4 separate regions of the Sus scrofa genome follow, and regions 1, 2 and 3 are each linked to region 4. A link is a contact called in public Hi-C and HiChIP or PLAC-seq data. All regions are on one chromosome and are shown on one strand. Each heading gives the region's core, a stretch centred on a gene start, on an enhancer-like site or on the middle of the called end of the contact. The rest is flanking DNA. Distances are from core to core; before and after follow the strand shown.

Region 1 (3,023 bases), core at 473-2,972, 150 kb before region 4:
GAAAAACACATCTGAAGTGAAAACAGTCTGTTCTCTTTAGAACTAGCTAAACAAGTCTCATTTTGAGTCACTAACCAAAGACACCTGCTAAAACACCATACCTTTGCAGTTTTCGGGGCGGGGGCGGAGGCAGGGGTGGCTGCGGCTTTCGGATATCTGGGTTTTACACAGCCCATCCCTTTTACATTTGCAGTGATTAAAGCAAGACAGTCCTGCGCTCAGCTTTCATTCATTAGGCTGCATTTGCACTCCTAGTGTGGGCGGGGGAAGGGAAGCAGCCTGCCTGCCCAGCTGCAGCAGGATCTGCTTTGCAGTTCCACTGTTTACTAAGCGTAGTTCAGGGCTCCAGAACTGGTATTGACAGATAACTAAATTTTCAAATACTGTAATAAAGCTAATGACTCTGTATCCAGAACAGACCTCCTTCCCACCCCCACTCCCACCCCCCAGCGCTGGCCACTGTGCATGCGGCCACCTCCACTAGGGGGCACAGTGGGGTATGGAAAACAGTTGAAAAGCCCATTTGATGACTGTCTTCCCACTTTGCTCTTGGACAGAAGGCATGCACACTACTGGCACATAGACAAAAGAGAAAGGGTGACAAAAGGAATGAGAAGGAAGATGTTGCTTCCGGATCAGGTAAGTTCCAGATCAGATAAGTTCTGTAAGTTTCATTTACTGGGCTCCTAGGTTATTCACAGCTGAGAGGATTTCCCAGCAACAAAAAAATGAAACTACAAGCAACTGCAAGAATTCTGAAAACATCCACGAAACCATAACAAAAAGCACAGGTCCCTGAAAAGTGAAATAAATCCATTTAATGCAGAGTATCTCAATCCATAGTACAACTGGCATTTGAGGCCAGATCATTCTTTGTGGCAGGGGGCTGCCCTGAACATTGCAGGATTTTTGCCAGTTTCCCACCCTCTAGCAGCTAGATAGATGCCCTTAGAACCCACCAATCCTGACTGTAACAATCAACAATGTATTCTGTCATCGTCAAATGTTCCCTAAAGGGGGAGTTCCCGTCATGGCTCAGTGTTTTAACGAATCCGACTAGGAACCGTGAGGTTGTGGGTTTGATCCCTGGCCTTGCTCAGTGGGTTAAGGATCCAGTGTTGCTGTGAGCTGTGGTGTAGGTCGCTCGGACCTGGCGTTGCTGTGACTGAGGTATAGGCCAGCAGCTACAGCTCCAATTAGACCCCTAGCCTGGGAATCTCCATATGCCGTGGGTGCGGCCCTAAAAACAAACAAACAAAAAAAGTTCCCTAAAAGGTAAAAGCAGCCTGGGTGATAATCACTGCTTTAACCAATTAGCAGGACCTTACCCCTCCCGTAGGAAAGGGCTCAGAGAAGGGCAGCCTGTAGGACTAGACCGCAAGGCAAGGAGAAGCAGACCCGGTGAGTCAGGAGCTGGTCACCAGCCCTGAGGATGAGTGGGCTCAGAGCCCAGAGCTAAGACTAGAGGCCACAGAGAGATGAGAGGTGGGCTGTTTCTGACGCTGTCCCAAGCTGACTGACAGATGAGCCTCATTCTCCCGCACATACTTCAGTGCCAGCATGATCTTGGCACCCACGGAGGAGCTCATGCCTGGGCTGGCGATGCCCCCATTTACTAATTAGTATATGGCACTGAGGCTTTGCTCCATAAAGATCTTAGTCTACAAATCAAGGCACAGGGAAGAAGGCTTCGAGAAGCCAAAGTCTGGACGTTGCTGCGTCAGACAGTCTTAAATAGAAAAGGATTGTCACCTGGCTTCCAGCCCAGGAAGCCATGAACACACATTATGACAGGCCGATAATGACTCTCTAGGAAGAAGAAAGGAATGGTCTGTGAAAAGATAACAGGGTGTGTAAATTTGTTAGGTAGGTCACCTCGATGTTGGATGAAAACACTCAAAAGATTCGATTTCACTCAGAGCCAAAGGACAGTAAAACCACAAAGGAATTTTCTAAGTACTAAATGCATTTTTTCCCCTCTGAGGATCACACTTCTGGCAACTCTCTACATCTAGAAAACACTTGTGAATGACAACAGGCCCCAGATGGCCTCAGTAATAAAGAAAACCAGAGTCACAAAAATCATGAAAATTACTTCCCAGAAAGGGGTCAAGGTCCTCAAGATCAAGCTCATCATTCAACAAGTGCTCCTTGAACTCTACAAGCCAATCACCCCAGTGTCAGGTCTCCCCACTGCTGTACTGGGAGAGGGACACAGGTTGGGTGCTGGCCCACGAGTGCTTCAGAAATGCAGCAGTCCTCCAGGCACTGGAATTGATCAAGAGAAACAGGTTAAAAGTTTTCAAAAACTAGCTGGTGAGTGAGAAGATGAGCACATTCCCATGTACACATAGTTGGAAGTGGCCACTCAGAGGCTTATCAAATTTGAACCACAGAATGAATTTCCCATCACTTCTAAAACAGGTTTATAGCAAATCCACATGTAGCCCAAGGCCCTGGGTCTTGGCAGATCCTGGGTCATAAATGCTCCAAGTCTGAATTTTCTTTGGGAAGAACTCAACCATCAGAAGCTGGTTATTTGTCCCTTAATTTATAAACCAAGGTCAACTCTCTCAATACTGCAAATATCTGCCAAGCTGCGGGATTCCACAAATGATGAATCTAGCTCAGGTTAAAATGGAGCATCTCGGGGGAGTTCCCTGCTCCAAGTTAAAGGCTGTCTAAACCTGGGCCTCTCAACCCTGATGAACTTAAGAATCACCTGGGCTCCTTTAAAAAAGAGGCCCAGGTCTCGTGCCTAAAGATTCGATTTACTTGGTCTGAAGTTTGGCCCAAGCAGGGGTATTTTCATTTTTCCGCTGTGGAGGTGATTTTAAATAATTACATCCTAGGAAAGATATTCCTGCTGTCAGGTCTACAGGTTCTATCTAGTGGGATCCAAAGTGTGGTCTATCCTAGTATTTGAATGATAAACTCTATTCTCTACAAATGCAGATGTACTGGCTTACTAGGCCATCTACGTTTTCCCCTTCAAGAATCACGCGCTGGTCTTCTCAGACCAA
Region 2 (2,968 bases), core at 48-2,547, 150 kb after region 4:
CTCAGCAGTAACGAATCTGACTAGTATCCACAAGGACACAGGTTCGATCCCTGGCCTTACTCAGTGGGTTGAGGTTTTGCCATGAGCTGTGGTGTAGGTTGCAGAAGAGGCTTGGACACTGTGTTGCTATGGCTGTGGTGTAGGCTGGTAACGACAGCTCGGATTTAACCCCTAGCCTGAGAACTTCCATAGGCTGCAGGTGTGGCCCTAAAAAGCAAAAAAAAAAAAAAAAAAAAAAAAAAAAAGTGCAAAAACTATAGAGGCTTTTTTCCCTTTCTTTTGCTGTATTGACTTTTCTCCTTCTTTTCACCTGTAGTTTGAAAGTTCAAAGGGCCTCTTGGACTATGAGGTGACCTTAAGAATGGAAGTTGTGTACTAGGGAGACACAATAGAAAGAGAAATCTGAGTCCTTAATGTCAGTATGGAGCTGTTAATGATGCTGTTATTACATCTCATACAAGACAGGTCTTGATAGATATGGAATCATGACTCTGAAGGACAAAAGTAACAGGTTTCAAATCTTCTTCCTAAGAAGGGCCAAGCAGGACTTGAGACCCAGAACCACCTGATTTTGAACCTGTGCGTTTAGCTGACACCTTGTTCAGCCATGAGCAGAGGGTACTTGTGGCCAGGCTTTGGAAAACAAGCTGTACATGGGCCTATTTGGGGCAGGGCTGGAAGTCAGCCCATTCCCTGATCAAGCTGAAAGGTTTCTGCCAAGCCCGCTTGAACAGCTTGTGCTCCCTGGACCTGAAGCCTGCTCATTGGCTCTGCCCATCCCCACCCTACCTCTGCAGGCCTGGCCTAAGAATTATCCTCCCTGCTGGGGCCTTCCAGCTCTCAGCTTTCACTGCATTGTGCTGGTCCTGCCTGCTTACCCTCGAGGGAAGCACTCCCCAGGGCTTTCTTTTCCAACCTCCACATGCCCAACTAGATTAGGTTTCTATGAAATATGTATGCTTTTTCCAACAGTCCTGGGAAGTCTCTATCTGCCAGGTTCAGCTGGACAGGCTGATAAGTCAGGTTGAGGAAAGTTACTCTTTTATTCAGCTATCTGCCCGTCACCAAGGGGGAGGGAGGGGAGTTCTAGCTGGAGTATATTCCTGTTTCAAGGGCAGCTCAGGATCAGAAAGGCCACCCAAGGGCAGGTAAAGTGGCTTGTAAGGAAAACCATCCAGCCAAGAGATGGGACAGGGTGTATCTGGTGTGATTGGAGGCCCCCCACTTTATCCCAGTGCTCTCAAACTTCCCACTTGACTCCACTCCCAGATACTCTGCTGACACCAGAGGCTCATTCCTTGAAGTCTTGAGGGCTTTGAGACCTTCGGCAAGTTTCCCAGCCTGGTTTAAATTTTGACTTGTGTATTGTGTTTATCTTAGGGTTCAGATGTGCCTGATCACGTGGAGAGCTAATGGGGGTGGGGAGGCTAAGTAAGAGTGTCTGGGGAGCTAGTTGTAGGAAAATTAAAGGAGTTTGGGGGGGGAAGGAGCTCAAGATGAGGGAAGAGAAAGTTGAAGCATATAGTTTGTGGGTGAGAAATAGCATATGAGTGATCCCACTCCTGGGTATACATCCAGGAAAGACAAAAACCTCTAATTAAAAAAGACACTTGCACCCCAATGTTAATAGCAGCACTATTTGCAATATTCAAGACATGGAAACAACCTAAGTGTCCATCAACAGAGGAATGGATAAAAAAGATGTGATATATATACATAACAGAATATTCGATGGAATGTTACTTTGTCATAAAAAAGAATGAAATAATGCCATTTGCAGCAACATGGATAGACCTAGACATGATCATACTAAGTGAAGTAAACCAGAGAAAGACAAATATCATGATTTCACTTCTATGTGGAATCTGAAAAACTGATACAAGTGAACTTATTTATACAACAGAAACAGACCCATGGACATAGGAAACAAACTTATGGTTACAAAGGGATCAGGTGGTGGGGCGAATTGGGGGTTTGGAATTGGCATATGCACACTATTGTATATGGAATGAATGGTCAACAAGTACCTGTTGTATAGCACAGGGAAATCTACTCAGTATTCTGGGATAATCTACATGGGAAAAGAAAATGAAAAAGAATGGATGTGTGTACATGTATAACTGAATCATTTTTCTGTACAGCAGAAATTAACACAATATTATAAATTAACTACACTTCAATAGAATTTCTGAAAAATGAAAAAAAATATATAGTTTGGTTCACAGGGTGAGGAAGTGGCTATAAGTGAGGAGGGGCACATTCTTCTTCCTCCAGAAGAGGTAGCTTTGATAAAGGGTCTGCAGAGTTACATTCCTGCCTTCTTTTTTTGGTCTTTTTGGGGCCACACTCATGGCATATGGGGTTCCCAGGCTAGGGGGCGAATCAGAGCTATAACTGCTGGCCTACGCCACAGACAGTAACACCAGATCCAAGGCATGTTTGAGACCTCTGCCACAGCTCAAGGCAATGCCGGATCTTTAACCCAGGGAGCAAGGCCAGGGATTGAACCTGCGTCCTCATAGTCAGATTTCTTTCCACTGAGCCACAATGGGAACTCCCTATTCTTGCCTTCTTTGTGGGACCCTCAGGCTGCCCTGCATGAGCTCCAAGTGTGTGCTGACTGTGAAGTGTTGGCTACTGTGCTAGGTTCCGGTGGTCTCTGGGCACCCCTTGTGCACATTACAGTGGCACCAGTGGCTGTGTCAGGGCTGGGGGACACCTGCCCCAGGGGGCACAAGCAGCATAGCTGTTCTCTCTGCTGCTGATGCTGGGGGATGGTTCATTTTAGATGTCAGCTTGCCTAGGCCATGGAGAGGTCCAGATATTTCATCAAACATTATTCTGGGTGTTTCTCTTTTTGGAAGGAGGAGATTAACATTTACATCAGCAATTGCTTTCCCTCATGTGGGTGGGCCTCAGCCAATCAGTGGAAGGCCTGAATAAAACAAAAAGATTGACTCTCCCTGAG
Region 3 (2,845 bases), core at 299-2,798, 170 kb before region 4:
CAATCTGTATGGACAGAATTCAGACTCACTTATGAGTTGGGAGTGGGCCAGGGAAGTAGCATATAGTTTGGGGAGTAGGATGCAGAAGTCCTAATATGAGACAAATGGGAAGCTGCCACCTTCCATTCCACTGAGAACAGAGCGAACTCTCACTGAGCAGGTGCTCCGATCCGGCCAACAAAGAAATTCACACTGGATCAATCCACCAGCCCCAGAACACAGCCAGTAACCCTCGGCCAACAGCTCCCACAGCTTCCTATTTTGCCAGGACAAAAGAGAAGCTCATCCCAACAAAGACATGTAATTGATGCGGAAGTCTGTGTTCTTAGTGGTTTACAGACAGCATCACTGGAGCTGACTAAAACGACAAACAGAAACAGAGCCCACGTCTTTATCCTGAGAATCTGGTTCTATGTGCATCATCTCAATCTCTCCACCACTCCCCCCACACCAAACATCATAGTTTACAGTTTGTTGCGTAGCACTTAACAGTTTGTATCTTCACTCATTCTTGCAAATATCTGACCAGGTCTATTTTCTGCTCCTCAGTGTCTTCCTTACCCACAGGTAGTTAGCAAAATGAGCTGGCCATGACATTAGAACAATAGGCTGAAAATATAACAAAGAAGCTTGGAGGGAACTCGAGGTTCATGAATTCCCTATTACATGCCATGCATATTTATAAGGAATCCCTTTTATCTTTACATTCTGTGAGGTAGCTATGACTTCGTTTTGCAGATGAGAAAACTGAGGTTCACAGACGGGAAGCAATATGCTTAGAGTTACAGAGATCAAAAATTTCAGACCCTGGACTTGACTCAGGTCTGCCTAATTCCCTGACACCTCCCTGGGACCAGAAGTCAAGAGCCAGAGTAGAAAAAAGAAACTAAGTATGAAATTCGGCGACGTTCATCCACAGCAGAGTGATTAAGAGCCAAGCTTCAGAGTGTCCATCATGGCTCACTGGTTAACGAATCTGACTAGCAACCATGAGAATGCAGGTTCCATCACTGGGCTCTCTCAGTGGGTTAAGGACCCGGCGTTGCCGTGAGCTATGATATATAGGTCACAGACACGGCTTGGATCCCAAGTTGCTGTGGCTGTGGCATAGCTTGGTAGCTACAGCTCGAATTTGACCCCTAGCCTGGGAACTTCCATATGCTGAGGGTGCAGCCCTAAAAAAAAAAAAAAAAAGAGCCAAGCTTCCTAAGTTTAAGTCCTCACTCTCCATTCCTGTATCCTTATTTGTAAAAGAGTGAAAAAGAGTAAGTCTATCTCTATGGGCTTGTTATGAGAACTTAATGAGTTAATTTTGAGAAAATATTTTGAACACTGCCCAGCACATTTAATAAGCGCTACATAAGGGCCTGTTACATAGATAAATAAAAAAGAAAACCTTTGGAAAATGCTCTCCTCCTTCCTGGAGAAATCTCTCCCTGAGTAATACACAGCTTTATCACTTTATCCAGAAGGTCATGAGATCACTCTCCTCCAGGGGCTGTAGTCCCACAGTTAGCATGACTCACAGCCTGTCCCTGACATGTCATTAGCTGGCATGGGCAGCCACGGGCAGCCACTGGCTCTGCCCTGACACTAAGTCTGAAGCGCTGACTGCTTGTCCAGAGCTCTGAAGATGGCCAGAGGCTAGTCATGCAGATGGGGCAATGGGGTCACTCAGAGGTGGCCAGTTTCACTGCAAAGAAACTGCTCCTCAGATAAATATCAATCTCTCCTATTTCCAGAGGGCCCCATCTCCAGAGCCTGTATCACTAACCACGGAGTCCACGTGTAAAAATGGCATTTAATCACTGCCAGAAATTGCAGTGACCCAGACACAGAGTCCCTGACCCTCTAGTTTGAGTTAATTCAAGGTTTCTCAACTTCAACACAATTGACACTTTGGGACAGATAATTCTTGGCTGTACGTGTCGGGGAACGGGGTGGGGGGCTGTCCTGAGGAGTGTAGGGTGTTTTAGCAACATCCCCAGACTCTAGCTACTAAATGACAGTAGAACCCCCCCCCCCAAGTGACAATCAGAAATGTCTCTAGACATTGCCAGTGTCCTTTGCAGAGGGAGGCACAACTGCCCCTACCCCACTTGAGGACCACTGAATTAGGTTCATTCTGGGAAGTACAATGAGGGAACTGGAGCCAAAAGAAGCCTGGCCAGGCTGCAGGTCACACAGGGGCTGATAATGTTTTGCAACCTTTTTGCCTTTTTGCTAAAAGGCAACAAGACAACTAGACAGAGTGCCTCCACCCGTAGTTATTGGTGATGGCACACACCCTAGGTAGAATACAAAGCTGTCACGTCACCTTAGTTAAGGGACCCTATTCCTCAATTCTTGCAATGCAGAATTTCATCAATTAATAAATGTGACCTACTATCCCGTGTTGATCCTCACCTACCAGAGATGGACCTTTTGTGACTGGGCGACATAGTGTGAATAAAGGGATTCATGAGGACGAGAAGGATGTTGATGTTCACCATCACCAGAACTGCCCTAATGCTACCACTGCTGCTATTGCTACAGTCGCTGCTGCTGCTGCTGCCCTTCCACCACCACTACCATTTACCGAGTCTTATGTGTCAGCTCCTGTCCTAAGCACTTTACATGGATGAACTCATGCGACTCTGCCAAGACAATATGTGAAACAGGTTGTCATTCCTATCTCCATTTTACGGGGTAGTAAACCACAGTATAGAGCAGTTAACTTTTTTGTCCCATGTGACTGTAGATCCAGTGTCCAAACCCAGACAATCTGGTTCCAGGCCCCACAGCTCTTATCCACCATGCTGCACTGGCCCTTAAGGACCACTATGGGCCTGCCAGCCAGCAGCCA
Region 4 (3,023 bases), core at 156-2,655:
ACCTGGCCTGAGGAAGCTGGGGGTGACATCCACGCCCCGGTTCTCGGCCGCGGGGGTGATCAGCGTGAGCAGCGCCAGGAGCCGGGTAAAGGCGAGGCAGGGGTCGGAGGCGCGAAAGGGCGACACGCCGGAGCCGCGCCCCCAACTTTACCAGCAGCGGGCCGGGAGGGGGCCGGGAGGGGGCCGGAGCGGCTCGCTACTCGGCAGGAAGTTCCCAGGGCCACACTGAGCATGCTCTCGGGGATTGTGTGCGCGGGTGTGCGCTCCGCGTTCCCCTCAGCCTCTCCGGCCAGGCAGCCTCGCAGATCACGCCCGCGGGGTGGTGGGCCCGTGGAGATCCTCCAAAGGTGGGGGACACCCCCACGCTCCCAGGTTTCCTGGACCAGAGATCCTGCCTGCCGCATCCCTCTCCCCCTAGGGCCCGGAGCCAACCTCCCTTCTTCTTCCTCCCCACTGGCCCAAGGCTGAGCCTGCCCTGAGCGCCCAAGTCCCTGGGACCCCAGTCCAGCACACACCCGCAGCGTGAACCCCACCAGGCTCCTCCCCGGTCCGAGCGCCCACCTGCCATCCTTGGCCGCTTGCCTCCAGCCCGCGCAACCAAAGCCTCCTCCGGACAGTCCCTTGAAAAGCCCACAATCTCCCCCTTCTCAGAGGCATGGGGGCCGCCTGCAGCTTCCCCGGGGAAGGGGCTGCTCCGGGCAGGTGGGCGCCCCCAGGCGCGTCCTCGTTTGCACTCCCGGGTCCCGCAGAGCGGCTGGGGCACCCACGCAGACGGCGGGGGGCGGCAGCCGGAATCCCCCCGGCCACGCAGCACTCAGTGCAGACTCTCCCCCACCCCTGCGCGCAGCTCCCCTCGCCCTCCGCTGTCCCCTCTGCGTTCATCTCCCCGGGGAGATGGAGAGCTTTGACGCTGTTGCCCCGACACATTGGCTCTCACCTCCTTGTTGGGCAGCAGCAGCAGCCGGGAGCGCCCGCCAGCCGCCGTCCACGCGGGGCCCAGGGCGCGGCGGGGCAAGGGGTCGCGGCGCCCCGAGCCTGCGGCGCGGCTAACTGGGCTCGATCGCGCCCGGGGCCGCCGCGGCTGCAGGGGGAGCCGCAGGGCCGCCGCCGAGCGGGCCGCGGCAGGGATGGTCTGCAAACTCTCAGCCCTGGCGGGGCCGCGCGCGGCGCGTCCACACTCGACCTGGACACTGCAGAGACTCTCCTCCCGGGCGCAGCCGACCAGGGCGGGGATCTGATCGCAATTTCTTCCAGCCCTCCCCTACCGACCTTTCCAACTTCTCCCGGGTTCTGGGCTCGCAGCTCTCTAACGCAGGGATTCCGGCCAGGGACGTTCGGCAAACTCCCCGCCCTCCCCGCGGAGCGCTCAGCCAATTCTGAACGCCCCAGCCTCTCAGGGGCCGTCTGCAAACTCCCAACTCTGTCGGAAAGGACTTCTACCAAGCCTTCAATTCCGCAGCCCAAAGGAAGAAGGGAGTTAGGGAGATAGTTTGCTTGCGATCACAAATAACATTCTAGCAAGGATAGGGGCAGTGTGCAAATACTGATGTGACAGTGCACCCTCCAGAGAGGTGTAGTCCAGGCCTCTCAGCACTCCTGACCTTCCAGCACTTGAAGCCCAGTGAGGGGAGATTATGGACTTAACTGCTGGTACCGGCAGCTGGAATCAGTGCCCTGAGCCTCCGTTTCCATCTTTGTAGAGTGTGTTATATGAAGCAGTGTGAGTTCCTGCCACTTGGTTTTTGTGACCTTGAACAAACCACTTAGCCATTTGAATTCAACATCTTTATCTACAAACATAATAAATGAGGCTCTGTGAGGTTATTTTGAAGAAGAGATAAAAATACACGTGAAGTATTTAGTAATGTCCGGCACATAGCAGGCACTCAATAAATGAATTTTCTTTCTCTTTTTCTTCCCCTCTCCTGCCAATGGATTTTATGAACACTCTGGGCAGGTTAGCTGAACACTGTGCTGTTGTAAATTCAAAAAGAAATAAAACAACTCCCAAGCCCTGAAGGCACCACAAAGAACATTGACTGACATGACATATTAAATCCAGCCAAGCCCCAGGAGAGAGAATGCTGTGCATTTACATGGCTAAGCATTATAGATCCTTGTTAAGTAGTAGATGGAATGGAAGGCAAGTGCCCTGGTGGATTACCTAGGGGTGGAAACAGCAAGGTTCATAACCCCATCAAATTCCAAGCCTTGGAACCAGTCATTACATGAAGTTACTGTATCAAGTTTATGTTGAGCTTTCCCTTACCTTCCCTGCAGAATTTCTCCACCCCCACCAATTCACACACACACACACACACACACACACACACCCCGGGGGGGGGGGGGGGATGGCTTCTGTCTGCTTTTTTTTTTTTTTTTTTTTTTTGGCTTTTTAGGGCCACACCTGCAGCATATGGAAGTTCCTAGGCTTGGCATCGAATCAGCCTATACCACAGCCACAGCAATGTAGGAACCAAGCCATGTCTGAAATCTACACCACAGCTCCCAGCAACGCCAGGTCCTTAACCCACTGAGCAAGGCCAGGGATGGAACCTGCATCCTCATGGATACTAGTCCAGTTCATAACCCACTGAACCACAAGGGGAACGCCTGATCTTCTTTCTTGAACTTAGATCACCCTATCTTATTGCCCATCCTCCCTAGCAGAAGCATTTAAAAACTGAAGATGATGGAATTCTTAGACCCTAAAAATGAATTAAAGTGTCTCACTTTGTACATAAGTTCTCAGGGCCACCCAGCTGGTTTAAGAGGTCTCCTGTCTCCAGGATCTTAATAGAAACACCCTTCGGCCTCTCTTTGATTGAGCAAGCACTAGGCTCTAGGTCTGTCCTATCTTTCATTTCAAGCCAGAGAAAATGTTTCTAACAGTTCCCAACCAGGTGAGCCCCGAATTATCAACCACTTAGATTCTGAGTTGTAAGGAACCGTCCAGGGAACAATCAAGAGCCACAAGGAAATCTGCATGGACAGGAGGATTCTTCTTAATAAGACCTTTTGGT

What was found. A called contact is a pair of places that touch in the nucleus more often than the background predicts. HiChIP or PLAC-seq counts read pairs in DNA pulled down with a chosen protein or histone mark.
Region 1: an H3K27ac HiChIP or PLAC-seq map of alveolar macrophages shows a contact between it and region 4, with 9 times the contacts expected there. The contact joins the enhancer-like site here to the promoter of MGAT5 in region 4. A contact is called at or near these places in 3 of 5 promoter capture datasets (fetal liver and liver), 20 of 47 Hi-C or Micro-C datasets (alveolar macrophages, blood, brain and 10 more) and 2 of 2 datasets of contacts at active chromatin or transcription factors (alveolar macrophages and skeletal muscle).
Region 2: a Hi-C map of liver shows a contact between it and region 4, with 5 times the contacts expected there. The contact joins the enhancer-like site here to the promoter of MGAT5 in region 4. A contact is called at or near these places in 4 of 47 Hi-C or Micro-C datasets (embryonic fibroblasts, heart right ventricle, liver and 1 more).
Region 3: a contact with region 4 is called in an H3K27ac HiChIP or PLAC-seq map of alveolar macrophages. The contact joins the enhancer-like site here to the promoter of MGAT5 in region 4. A contact is called at or near these places in 2 of 5 promoter capture datasets (fetal liver and fetal skeletal muscle), 3 of 47 Hi-C or Micro-C datasets (alveolar macrophages, epiblast stem cells and mesenteric adipose tissue) and 2 of 2 datasets of contacts at active chromatin or transcription factors (alveolar macrophages and skeletal muscle).

Annotation. Positions count from the first base shown.
Region 1 is chr15:17,772,354-17,775,376 of Sscrofa11.1, forward strand. The region is part of intron 1 of MGAT5 (alpha-1,6-mannosylglycoprotein 6-beta-N-acetylglucosaminyltransferase A); the gene reads right to left. Among named protein-coding and RNA genes, the nearest start is that of MGAT5, 150 kb to the right of the region's middle. Within about 2 kb of position 1,723, at least 20 of the 83 cell types and tissues checked have an H3K27ac peak or open chromatin away from gene starts, as enhancers often do. A contact at or near this core is called in alveolar macrophages, omental adipose tissue and subcutaneous adipose tissue, where this site is marked.
Region 2 is chr15:18,065,319-18,068,286 of Sscrofa11.1, forward strand. No RefSeq gene overlaps it. Among named protein-coding and RNA genes, the nearest start is that of MGAT5, 150 kb to the left of the region's middle. Within about 2 kb of position 1,298, at least 4 of the 83 cell types and tissues checked have an H3K27ac peak or open chromatin away from gene starts, as enhancers often do. A contact at or near this core is called in liver, where this site is marked.
Region 3 is chr15:17,750,378-17,753,222 of Sscrofa11.1, forward strand. The region is part of intron 2 of MGAT5 (alpha-1,6-mannosylglycoprotein 6-beta-N-acetylglucosaminyltransferase A); the gene reads right to left. Among named protein-coding and RNA genes, the nearest start is that of MGAT5, 170 kb to the right of the region's middle. Within about 2 kb of position 1,549, at least 15 of the 83 cell types and tissues checked have an H3K27ac peak or open chromatin away from gene starts, as enhancers often do. A contact at or near this core is called in alveolar macrophages, where this site is marked.
Region 4 is chr15:17,917,868-17,920,890 of Sscrofa11.1, forward strand. MGAT5 (alpha-1,6-mannosylglycoprotein 6-beta-N-acetylglucosaminyltransferase A) reads right to left here and starts at 1,406. Exons shown (of 17, transcript XM_021075187.1): 1 at 1,270-1,406. It also overlaps the pseudogene LOC100152750.